2 separate regions of the Callithrix jacchus genome follow, and region 1 is linked to region 2. The links are chromatin contacts, called in public Hi-C maps. All regions are on one chromosome and are shown on one strand. Each heading gives the region's core, a stretch centred on a gene start, on an enhancer-like site or on the middle of the called end of the contact. The rest is flanking DNA. Distances are from core to core; before and after follow the strand shown.

Region 1 (5,911 bases), core at 352-2,851, 160 kb after region 2:
CACTCCAGCCGGGGTGACAGAGTAAGACCCTGCCTCAATACAAATAAACAGCCCAAGAAGTAGAAAGATTCGCATATAAAGCAGAGCTGAGGCTGGGCGCAGGGGCTCATGCCTGTAATCCCAGCACTTTGGGAGGCCGAGGCTGGCAGATCGTTTCATTTGAAGTCAGGAGTTTGAGACCAGCCTGGCCAACATGGTGAAACCCTGTCTCTACTAAAAATACAAAAATTAGCCAGGTGCAGTGGCAGGCGCCTGTAATCCCAGCTACTTGGGAGGCTGACGTGAGAGAATCGCTTGAACCCGGGGGGTGGAGACTAGAGTCAGCAGAGATTGCATCACTGCATTCCAGCGTGGGTGACAGAGACTCCCATCTTGAAAGGAAGGAAAAGAAGGAAGGAAGGAAGGAAGGAGACAGACTGAAAGAAAGAAAGGAGAAAGCAAGCAAGCAAGCAGAGCTGAGGTTCTGGCTAACCTGATCCAGCTCCTATCAGCCTGGTGAGCTGGGGCACGCCCCTCAGTAGCTCTAAGCCTCAGTGTTCTCAGATGCAAGATGGAGATACTAATAGCACTTCCATTAGAGGGTGTGAAGGCTGAATGAAATAATGAGTAAAGGCTCGGCTCAGCACAGCACCTGGCAAATAAGGGTAGGAACCTGGCACTGTGCCTGGCACACAGTGGGTACTCAAAAAAACAGTGGCTACAGAGATCACGAGGAAAAGTCTAACAGAGCCCCCATGAGAGCATGTTAGCTTGCTGCCGTGCTGAGTGAAAGGGTCCAGAAACTCAGGGACTTCTACTGGACAGCGTGAGAGGAGAGGTTTGGCCATACACGACCTGACGCTTATTAGCGGGATGCAGGCAGATGGCAGGAACAACATTCTTGGTCTGTGAAGAATTTACTCAGTTCCCTCAGGGGCCTGAATAGGTTACACAGAATTCAGATGAGTCTGCAGTCCACCAGACTGGCATTGTGAGGTCTCTGCTGCCTGGAATCCCTGCCTGGTATTTGTGGGCATTTGAGAAAACCATTTAAACAGAACAAGATAGGCCGGGCCCAGTGGTTCATGCCTGTAATCCTAGCACTTTTGGAAGCCGAGGCAGGCAGCTCACTTGAGGTCAGGAGTTCAAGACCAATCTGACCAACATGGTGAAACCCCGTTTCTACTAAAATACAAAAATTAGCCGGGTGTGGTGGCGCATGCCTGTAGTCCCAGTTACTTGGGAGGCCGAGGCAGGAGAATCACTTGAGGTAGAGGTTGCAGTGAGCCGAGACTGCGCCTTTGCACTCCAGCCTGGGCGACTGAGCCAGACTCCATCCCCACTCCAAAATAAAATAAAATAATATAAAAATAAAAAGAACAAGATAAACAGACTTTTCTTGTGTACAAGTTAACTACAAAGTAACAGCAGAGATTTATACAAACATACCAGGTCCTCACTTATCCCAGTGCTGCCCTGACACGGGCCATCTTGGAAGCCAGTAAGTAGTGTGTGCAAAACCTGTGCACATGGTAGTGAGAAAGGCATGCAGGCTGCACCGTCCCGCCCTCACCTACTAACTTTACGTGGCAGGCCCCGCACCCCACTCCTCCTGGGCACTTTGGGGACAAATACAGGTCAGAGGACACAGTCCTTGTCATTGTTAGTGCCTCAGGCCCCTTCAAAGGCTGTCCTGTCCCTAGGCTGATGGGGGTGGCAGACTGTCTCTAGGCAGGGCAAGGCCCAAGAAAGAGCTTGCTCCAGGAAGTGCCTGAAGCCACCCGGGCCTTCGTCGGCATTCTTTTGTGCCCTCTAGTGGTCTGCAAAGGCAGCTGGCGCGGGCTCCCGGCAGAAGCACAGAGCTCAACCACCGGCTCCCACCTGCACGCTGCTGCCCTATTCTGTTAATTAAAATAAACGCTTTATGCCACTGTGTAAGAAGTGGCCTAACTTTTTTCATGGCAGGACTCTAAGCTCACTGAAGAGGCTCGGAGAGTGGACTTTGCGTTCCTTAAGAACTCCAGATAGGAGGCCGGGCGCGGTGGCTCAAGCCTGTAATTCCAGCACTTTGGGAGGCCGAGGCGGGTGGATCACTAGGTCAAGAGATCGAGACCATCCTGGTCAACATGGTGAAACCCCGTCTCTACCAAAAATACAAAAAATTAACTGGGCATGGTGGCGCGTGCCTGTAATCCCAGCTACTCAGGAGGCTGAGGCAGGAGAATTGCCTGAACCCAGGGGGCGGAGGTTGCGGTGAGCCGAGATTGCGCCATTGCACTCCAGCCTGGGTAACAAGAGCGAAACTCCATCTCAAAACAAAACAAAACAAAACAAAACAAAACAAAACAAAACAAAAAAAACAAAAAAGAACTCCAGATAGGGACAAGCACAGTGGCTCACACCTGTAATCCCAACCGCTTTGGGAGGCCAAGGCAGGACTGCTCGAGGTCAGGAGTTTGAGACCAGCCTGGGAAATACAGCAAGACCTCGTCTCCACCAAAAAAAACCAAACAGCAACAACTCCAGATGAAGGCCATAATGATCGCACTCATGTAAACCTCCACACATGCCTGAACATGCACAGACCTTGCTGGTTATCAGGTATACAGCAGACATGCTGTGGATAGAGGTCTAGTCGTTACTGATCAAGGGATTTTTTAAGTTGAGCTTAAACACACGTGTATGCACACGTGCACGCACACACACACACAACCCCCCCCCCCCCCATGCTAGGGGCTCACAGGAAACCTGGGCTGGAATGGGACTTCCCTCTTTCCCGAAGAGGTGGCCGAGCCTCTGCTGCTCCTGTGTTTGGCCATCAGGAGGGGCCAGCTCCTGTAAACACTGCCTTACATGGAAGTGCACAGGGCTGTGGCACATTATTCTGGAATGTTTCGAGTGTGAAAGAGGCAGTGACTGAGCCAACTGAGCAGCTGAGGAAAAGAGCCACTAAGTTGTGTTGCCTGTCCTGTTCCAGGGACGTACTTGGAACCTCCTATTTTTCTTTTTTTTTTCTGAGATGGAGTTTCGCTCTTGTTGCCCAGGTTGGATTGCAATGACACAATCTTGGCTCACTCCAACCTCTGCCTCCTGGGTTCAAGCAATTCTCCCACCTCAGCCTCCCAAGCAGCTGGGATTACAGGTATCCACCACCATGCCCGGCTAATTCTTATTTTTAGTAGAGACGAGGTTTCTCCATGTTAGTCAGGCCTGGTCTTGAACCCCGACCTCAGGCGATCTGCTCACCTCGGCCTCTCGAAAGTGCTGGGATTACAGGCATGAGCCACTGGACCCAGCCAGAACCTCCTATCCTTGGATAAACACCCTCTACCCTCAGGGCAGGAGTATGTATGTGTGTGCAGTCTCTTTCTACTAACCCACAGCCCGCCTGCACCGCCACTGAGCTCGATGTCCTGGCATGTCTTCTGTCTCACCCCGATTGCATCCATCTGTTCACTCAGCTAAGGACCTACCAAGGGAAAGGCACAGTGCTAGGTGCTGTGGGACACTGCAGCCTCCTCCTTGGCTCATTGCAGGGTTGAAAGGAAAAGATCACTGTCACGTACTGCGTGCTTTTTTGTGTCAGGAATGATATAAACACCTGCATATGCTATCTCACACACTCCTGGCTGTGGGCAGGGTCATTTTAATGATGAGAATTCTGAGGCTCAGAGCAACTACTGCAAAATGATTTCGTGTATGCTGGGTGTGCCTGTAATCTCAGCACTTTGGGAAGACTAGGAAGGCAGATCATCTAAGGTCGGGAGTTCGAGACCAGTCTGGCCAACATGGTGAAACCCTGTCTCTACTAAAAATACAAAAATTAGCAGGTCATGGTGGCACATGCCTGTAGTCCCAGCTACTCAGGAGGCTGAGGCAGGAGAATGGCTTGAACCCAGGAGGCAGAGGTTGCAATGAGCTGAGACTGTGCCATGGCACTCCACGGTGGGTAATGCTGTGGGACACTATCTCAAAACAAACAAACAAGGCCAGGCATGGTGGCTCACGCCTATAATCCCAGCACTTTGGGAGGCCGAGGCAGGTGGATCTGAGGTCAGGAGTTCAAGACCAGGTTGGCCAACATGGTAAAACCCTGTCTCTACTAAAAATACAAAAGTTAGCCAGGTGTGGTGGTGAGCGCCTGTAATCCCAGCTACTTGGGAGGCTGAGGCAGGAGAACTGCTTGAACCTGGGAGGCGGAGGTTGCAGTGAGCTGAGATCGCACCACTTCATTCCAGCTTGGGTGAAAGCGTGAGACTCCATCTCAGAAAAAAAAAAGGAGCTGGGAACCGAAACAAGATCTGGTTGACTTTGCAGTCCAAGGCATCAAACTCTGCTGTGCTTCTGCCCAGGAGCAAAGAGTCAGAGACATCTACGGAGTCCCAGCAGGGGGAAGAACATGTGCGGACACATTAAAGGGTCTCATGCTTCAAATACAAAATGCCAAGTGTTTTGTAAACGCTTTTAGATATGAGACGGTTCTTGGAAAAACCATTACTGAAAAAAATCAAATCCAACGACACGACATTCTGGCAAAATTAGGGAGACAGTGAAAAGATCCAGAGTGGCCAGGGCTGGATGGAGCAGGAAGGAGAGATGAACAGGCAGAGCACAGAGGACACAGGGGCAGTGAAACGACTGCATGATGCCAGAATGGTGGACACTGGCCATTCCACACTTGTCCAAACCCACAGAGGGCACAACACCAAGAGTGTTGTAAACACTCCCGATGTAAACTTTTGGCTTTGGCAGATGATGATGTCAGTGTAGGTTCATCAGTTGTGACAAACCGATCACCTGGTGGAGGCTGTTGATAGTGGGGGAGGCTGTGGATGCGGGAAGGCGGGGGTCATGTAGCAAGTCTCTGTACCTTCCCCTTCCTCTCAACTTTGCAGTCAACCTAAAACTGCCCTAAAAACATACAATCCTCAAAAAGAACAAAAAAAAGAGATGACTGCCTGCTGGGGGATTAAGGGAGATGAGGGGTGGGGAGGAGTGAACTGCTGGAGAACAGGGGAGCTGAGGGTGGTGGAACTCCGTATGGCACTGGAATGATGGGCACATGCCATTATACATTTGTCCAGTGAGCTTTCTCATTGGCAAGCAGTCTGTGCTGAGAGCGGCAGCTGAGACACAGGCTTCTGAAGGGCTGTTCCTCCCCACAGAAAGTCAGTCCAGGGCCTTCAGAACCAGAAAGTCAGTCCAGCGCTGTCATAACTTTGGCTTCAGGCTGGATATGGTGGCTCATGCCTGTAATTCCAGCACTTTTGGAGGCTGAGGAGGGTGGATCATGAGGTCGGGAGTTCGAGACCAGCCTGGCCAACATGGTGAAACCCTGTCTCTACTAAAAATACAAAAATCGGCCAGGTGTGGTGGTAGGTGCCTGTAGTCTCAGCTACTCAGGATGCTGAGGCAGGAGAATTGCTTGAACCCGGGAGGTGGAGGTTGCAGTGAGGTGAGATTGCACTACTGCACTCCAGGCTGGGCAACAGAGCAAGACTCTGTCTCAAAAAAAAAAAAAAAAAAAAAAAGGAGAACTTTAGCTTCTCCATGTTGGCTCAGGATGGCCAGCCTTGGCATCACCTGAGAGCTTGTTAGAAATGCTGTCTTGGTGGCTGGGGCAGTGGCTCACGCCTGTAATCCCAGCACTTTGGGAGGCCAAGGCGGGCAGATCACGAGGTCAGGAGTTTGAGACCAGCCTGGCCAACATGGAGAAACACTGTCTCTACTAAAAATACAAAAATTAGCTGGGCATGATGGTGGGTGCCTGTAATCCCAGCTACTCGGGAGGCTGAGGCAGAAGAATTGCTTGAATCCAGGAAGTGGAGGTTGCAGTGAGCCAAGATAGCGCTACTGCACTCCAGCCTGGCGACAGAGGGAGACTCTGTCTCAAAAAAAAAGAAAAAAAAAAAAAAAAAATACGGAAGACTAA
Region 2 (6,019 bases), core at 504-3,003:
GCCACCTTGTGTGGGCCCTCAGGGCTCCGGCACCACACACCACACTGCCTGAGGCCACGAGCCCAAGACAAGTGGAGCCCACACCCCAGTTCCTCCGCAGAGCGGGAAAGAGGCCAGTTATCTGGAAGTGTTCCTCTCTGCCTGACCTGGGAACTAACTGGCTCCTGGTGGCAGCAGGACACTCTCGGGCAGCATAGGCAACACCCTCACTGGCCTTTCCTCCTGCCATGAGGGAGGCTGAAGAAGCTACTTGTGGTCTCCTTCCTTAAGAGGGACAGGGCAGGTCCACACCAACTGGCATTCGGTCTGGCCTAGTCCATGCAACAGGCCAGACAGTACTAACTCTGAATTGTCCTTGGTTTTGAGGGAAGGGCACCCAGGAGAAGGCCGCATGAGCCAAAGCTCTGGGCAGAGCCCTCTGTCCCGAGAGCCGGGGCACCGCCGCACTACTCACAAAGCGGGAGGAGTTGTCATTCTTCACGGTCTTGGCGTTCCCGAAGGCCTCCAAGATGGGATTGGCCTGCAGCAGCTGCCGCTCCAACTCACCCTGCAAGGAACCCAGGGATGCAGTGAAGGCCGGGTAGCAACCTGGGCTGCCGCGCCTGCCCTGCCAAGAAGGGGACGATGGGCAGAGCCGTGTCAGCACATCCAATGTGCCAGGAACAGAGGCTTCTGAGTGGACTCCAGTGTGCCACTCAAGCCAAAGCCAGGCCCCAGTATCACCCAAGTGCGGCCTTCCTGCTGAGCTTTGGAAACCTTGGTCAGTTTCAGCTTACTTCCGTGGCCCTAGAAACAGCAGGCAGGAAGCTCCCTCAGCTCTAGGAACCTGGCCCTGGAGGACCCAGATGAAAGCAGCACATGAACTAGGGGAGCCGGTAGCATAGACACCCTGGGACAGTGGCTCCACCCTGTGTCCACCGGCCTCCCTTTCCCTCCTTGCCTCTAATCCTCACATTTTATTCTTTTTTATAGGAAAAGGCAATGAAAGAATCAGATCTGGAAAATATACATGCTCATCTCATCTGTGTCCTAATAAATGCTTCCCTTTCCGTGCCAGCCCCTCCACTGCCACACCCTAAACCCACCATGGCAGGCAGTGAGCACTCAAGCCATGAACTGCAAGCTATTTACTGAAAATGCCAATAAATCCTGTTGTGGACTCAACAGTGCTTTGTGGTTGACAAAAATGCAGCCTTGTGCCTTCTTACCCCTGGAAGCCCACCATACTCAGGGGACTGGACAGAGTGGCCCCATTTGACAGCAGAGGAAGCTGAGGCAACGTCATCCCGCTATCAATCAGCAGAGCAGGATGGCGGGATTCAAGTACCCGACCTAACCCGTCAGCCACTGCCCTGTCTTCACATCTGTGCAGCAGCCTCATGCAGGCCAGGGAATAGCTAACGCCGGCTGAGGACACTGGGGAGCTCGTTCCCCTTAATGCCTGAGTGCCTTCTTGAGGAAAGAGCACCACACAAGGCCCAGGCGAGCCTTTGTATTTATTAAACACTGGAGTCAAGCCAGGGTTTTCCGGGAACGGCAGTCGCCTGTGAGTGATGACAAGGAAAACCGGGAGTAGCATGAGCTCCCAGGAGAGTCCTGGACTCTGGCTTCACAAGCACACCTGCCACAGACAAAGCCTGTCTGCAGGGCACTGGGAACACTCTGGATTCTAGCTGAGCCAGGCTGGAAGCCCACCTGAGACCACAAGGGACAAAGCAGAGCCTCCTCCACTGGCAGCCCACCTAGGCCAGGACCCACCAACCCGGAGCTAGGAAGCCTTCCGTCTGAGAGCCATCCGGATGAGTGAAGGCATTGCTCTGCTGCCAAGGCAGGAGGAAGGAGGGTCAGCAGGGCCAGGTCAGGGGGCAGGGGTCCAACCCTCAGAGTAGGCTCTACATGTGTGCTGGGCACCAGTGGTAACTGGACACCATGCTTCCACCCACAGGCCTTGGGCGGGCCTGGGAAGTCGGTTGAGGCAGCCCACGGAGCCAGATTTGGATGAGAATGGCTCCCCCACCCCCTACAATGTTCTTCTCAGAGCATGGGCCAGGCTGCCAGGCTGGCTGAGCCGCTCCCGTTCCCGCAGACAGACAGAAGGGAGCACAGCCCCCCTACAGGGCCTGCACTTGCCCTGGCTAGGAGGTGAACTGGGGCCTCTGCGTGGGACCACATGCTGTGGCCGTGGAAAGTGGGACCCCGGGGCCAAGTCGGGAGCAGCCACTTCAGATTCCAGAGCCAAGTTCCCTGCTGACGACGGTGAAGACTAGCCTATGGCCTTTTCTCTACTGACATCTAACTGGGCACAGAAGTGACTTTAATTTTTCAGTGGAATCTGCGTAACATGAAATGACACGCTACTGTATGTCCTACATGCTCACAAGGTTTGGGGTCACCTACCAGTTTCTGAAGGGCTTCACTGTTTCTGCCGGTGGCGCCCAACTAGTGCACAAATAACAGAGCAGGGCGAGTCAAAGGTCAGCAGGTCAGGCTCCGGGCACTTGCCTGGAAAGCCCCTTGGCTCAAGCTCTGCTTTGCCAACCCGCAGCCCAGGCCAAACCTGGCCTCCCTGCAGCAAGGTGAGGTCTGGAACAACCCCTCTGCTGGTGTTGAGAGGGTCAACTCAGCCACTGCAAATGAGAGAATGCTCACTCCCCAACCAAGTTCAACGGTGTTCTGTGCCCCAGCTGCCTGTGGAAAATCACAACACAGCTTCGGGCAAGGAAATCAACCAAACTGGCCAATGGCCTTTTGAGCCGACAGCCTGAGCTGTGACTGGAAGCCAGGGGCAACCTATTCCCTCACTCCAGTGGGCTCAGGGCAGGGACAGGGTGCCTACCAAAGTCCACATTTTGACAACATGGCTCCCACTGTCACCCCCAACCCCAGCACGCTGTCATTGCCGAGTACTGCCTTCCCCTCTACAGCAGGGACCCCAGATGGAAGGCACATGATCGATTTCACTGCCCTCTAACTGTGTCCTGTCTCCTGTCTTCCAGGGCAGTCAATGTCAGCCTCCCAAGAACGGGTCACATACTAGGCATTCAATCCATAGTTGGGAAATGGATTTTACTGCAAATTCAGAGATGGAAAACCACAGCTAGAGAACTCCTAACCTCACAGCTCTGTTTTTAAAATAGGCCTCCTAAAAAGAATGGAGAATGGGGTGGAGGGGGGAGGTAGGGGGTGGGGAGGTGGGGGGGTAGAGGGGAAGAGAGAGAGGGAAAAGAAAAGAAACTTTATTAGTTTCTAAATATAACTCCTGACGCCCCATGGAAAAAGATTCCCAATGTCTTAAGAAGCTTGGCACATGGAAAGTTACTTTTGATTCAGTTCCAGAAGACTGTACTCATTAGGCCATTCTGCAGGCCACACCCCAGACCTGCATGCAGACTCACACCCTTCCTTACTTACGAATGTCGCACACAGCACGCCAGTAAGGTGGGGCCGCCGGGAGCAGCCAAGCTCCCCTGATGGCTTCAAGGAACACCACTGGCACTTAGGTTTCATGGGGGAGTTTAAGAATGTGTGCTTGAGAGAGAGAGAGAGCACCCCACGGTCATGCTGACATCTAATCACCCCAACCTCTGAAAAATTCCAATGTGAGACCTCCCTGGCACTGCTTCCAACTAGCACAGCGGTGGCAGGTGAGGGCAGCCAGCCATCTGCATCTGGTCTGGAACACGGAGCGGGGAGGGCTCCGTGAGAGTGGAGTCTCCATCCACCGTGCAGAGGTCAGGTTCTGCACGGGGCATGACAGCTATGGTGCACTGTGGGGAAGTCTGGGCATGACTGGAGTTTCTGAGAATACCTAGGTGTGAGGCCCACCCCCATTCTGCAGGAGCTGTCATTTTAGAGTGCACAGGAGGTCACTGTGTGCCACACCCAGCCCCTCCTCCCAAGACAGTCTGTGAGCTCAGTCTAAAAGAGTTCTAGCTGCAGAAAGTGACCAGTGTGGGGTGAAAAGCTGCTTAGAACAAAATACAGAATTCAAGGGCACACGATGGGCAGAACACGCATTCGCAGTGCAGAACGTGCAGTAAACGTGCAGCTCACCTAGCGAGGACACTGCTGGGTTCAACCATAAGCCATCAAAAGGGAGAGGAAAAAAACGGAGGTGAGATGACTTTCCAACTGCCCTTTCGCTCTTCGCTGGGGTGCTGGGAGTGGGTGGCTGTCCACCCAGAGGCATTTCAACGGCAGGGAAAAGAAATGGATTCAAACACAGGTCCGCTCGAGACCCTGAAAGCATCCAGCAACTTGAGGACCAAGTCTTGGAACATGCCTTCCAGCCTCAGAAGGGGAGGACACACAGCAATTAGCTACAGACGCCAAGAGGGCTGCTGCGCAAACTCCAGGACCTCACCAGTTTCCATAGCAACTCAGAAGGCTAGGAGGCCAAGGACGGAATGGGCTTGCTACTGCCGGACCACTCCCAAGAAGGCCACGCTGTCGCCTCAACGGAAGTGGGCCCAGCCTCTGCTTCATTCCCCAAAGCATCCTCATGTGAACCTGAAGCCATGACCACTAAGTGTTCTTCCTCCATCATCCCACCGAGGCCCAGCAAGTGGCCGTGAGGACCACAGCACTCACCTGGTCCTTCTTGCTCTTGTGTGAGGATGCCACGTACGCCAGATACTGGATGACCTTCTTGGTGTTCTCTGTCTTGCCAGCTCCAGATTCGCCCCTACCAAGAGAGGCAAGGAAGTCCTGGGGTTAGGCCTGGCCAAGTCCTTGACCTCCGTCCCTTCCCACTGCACACTCGACTGCCTCGCCTTCTGTCGGGTGCCCGTGAAGGACCCAACATCTACTGGCAGCAAAAGGGACAGCCACGTCAACGCTCTGGAATCCTCGTGCAGTCCATTTCCCATGGCTCTCCAGGGGCCGGACAGAAGTGAATTGAAACCCACCGCCTGCCCCGGTCACTTGGCAGCCTTCACATGCAAGTGTTTTAAAAATCAGTTTTAGGCAGCTGTGGACGTAGGGGTCAAAGGCACTGGGATGTGTTCCTCCGAAACTTCACTTGAAGGAATGTTCTGTGCCATTAACTCCCTCGGCAGCGGGGTTTATGGATCTCCTTCTGAAGTTCAGAGGGTGAGGCCCCGGGGTCTATTTCAATCCAGGTAAAGAAAGCCACCATACACGGCGTGAAGAAATGCCTTCTGCCCAGAAGTTATGGAGGGGCTGGTTCCCAGCTGCATTGTGGAGAGGATCTTGGTTTTCCTTTCTGCCATAAAATCCACCCCTCTTCCCACAGGCTTCTTGAAGAAGGATGATTAAAATTGAGCTCATCCATGCAGCGGGCCCCCCTAGTAGCAAACATACAAGCTGAAGTCCTGTCCCCTGGGGAAGCGGAGGAGGGAGCCTTGAATTGGGAATGCGGGACTCCACAATCCCCGGTCATGGTTTCAGCAGGAGTCCTCAAGAATGAGAACAGATCGGTGGCTGAAACGAACCACTACGAAGACGGAGAAATACTTACGTGCACAAGATGGATTGATCTTCCCGGTCTGCAACAAAGGAGACAACAGATTAACTCCCACCAGACACAAAGCCTCCCTCTCCCGAAGAGCTGTGTGTTTCCCAGAAAGGGAGCACAGAGCCACAGACGCTGTCTTTGCAGGGACCTCGCAGCCCACCCTCACAGGCTGACAGTATACCTTGCTGGGAGCGGCATTTGTGGGGGACAGTACCATTGGGCAGCTGGGAGCTCAGACTGCCCACCCATGCTGCCCAGCCCCCACCAGAAAACTAGACATAGTTCTCTGTCTCCCACCTTAGCAGAATCAATGTTTGGAAAGCTCTCCAGGAACCGACTTTCCTGGGAGCTGAGTGGGGCCTGCCCTGTGTGTTTATAATGGGTGCTAAGACTGTTAGAAATAAGCCCGCTGCAGGTGCTCTAAATACCATCCCCATTGAAGGAAGGAGCATCGGTTAAGAGGCCGGGGTAGGAGGGGTGCCGAGGCTTGGCTTTGCAACGGGAAGGCCCTGGGGTGAGATGCTGCCTCACAGCGTGAGACCC

The links. Hi-C and Micro-C count contacts between places; a contact is called where the count stands out from the background.
Region 1: a Hi-C map of skeletal muscle shows a contact between it and region 2, with 6 times the contacts expected there. The contact joins two enhancer-like sites. A contact is called at or near these places in 2 of 3 Hi-C or Micro-C datasets (both in skeletal muscle).

Annotation. Positions count from the first base shown.
Region 1 is chr1:207,421,115-207,427,025 of calJac240_pri, forward strand. The region is part of intron 3 of TXN2 (thioredoxin 2); the gene reads right to left. Among named protein-coding and RNA genes, the nearest start is that of TXN2, 12 kb to the right of the region's middle. Within about 2 kb of position 1,602, at least 7 of the 16 cell types and tissues checked have an H3K27ac peak or open chromatin away from gene starts, as enhancers often do. A contact at or near this core is called in skeletal muscle, where this site is marked.
Region 2 is chr1:207,265,683-207,271,701 of calJac240_pri, forward strand. It overlaps MYH9 (myosin heavy chain 9), which reads right to left. Exons shown (of 41, transcript XM_078339682.1): 4 at 5,480-5,507; 5 at 4,591-4,684; 6 at 455-547. Among named protein-coding and RNA genes, the nearest start is that of MYH9, 90 kb to the right of the region's middle. Within about 2 kb of position 1,754, at least 11 of the 16 cell types and tissues checked have an H3K27ac peak or open chromatin away from gene starts, as enhancers often do. A contact at or near this core is called in skeletal muscle, where this site is marked.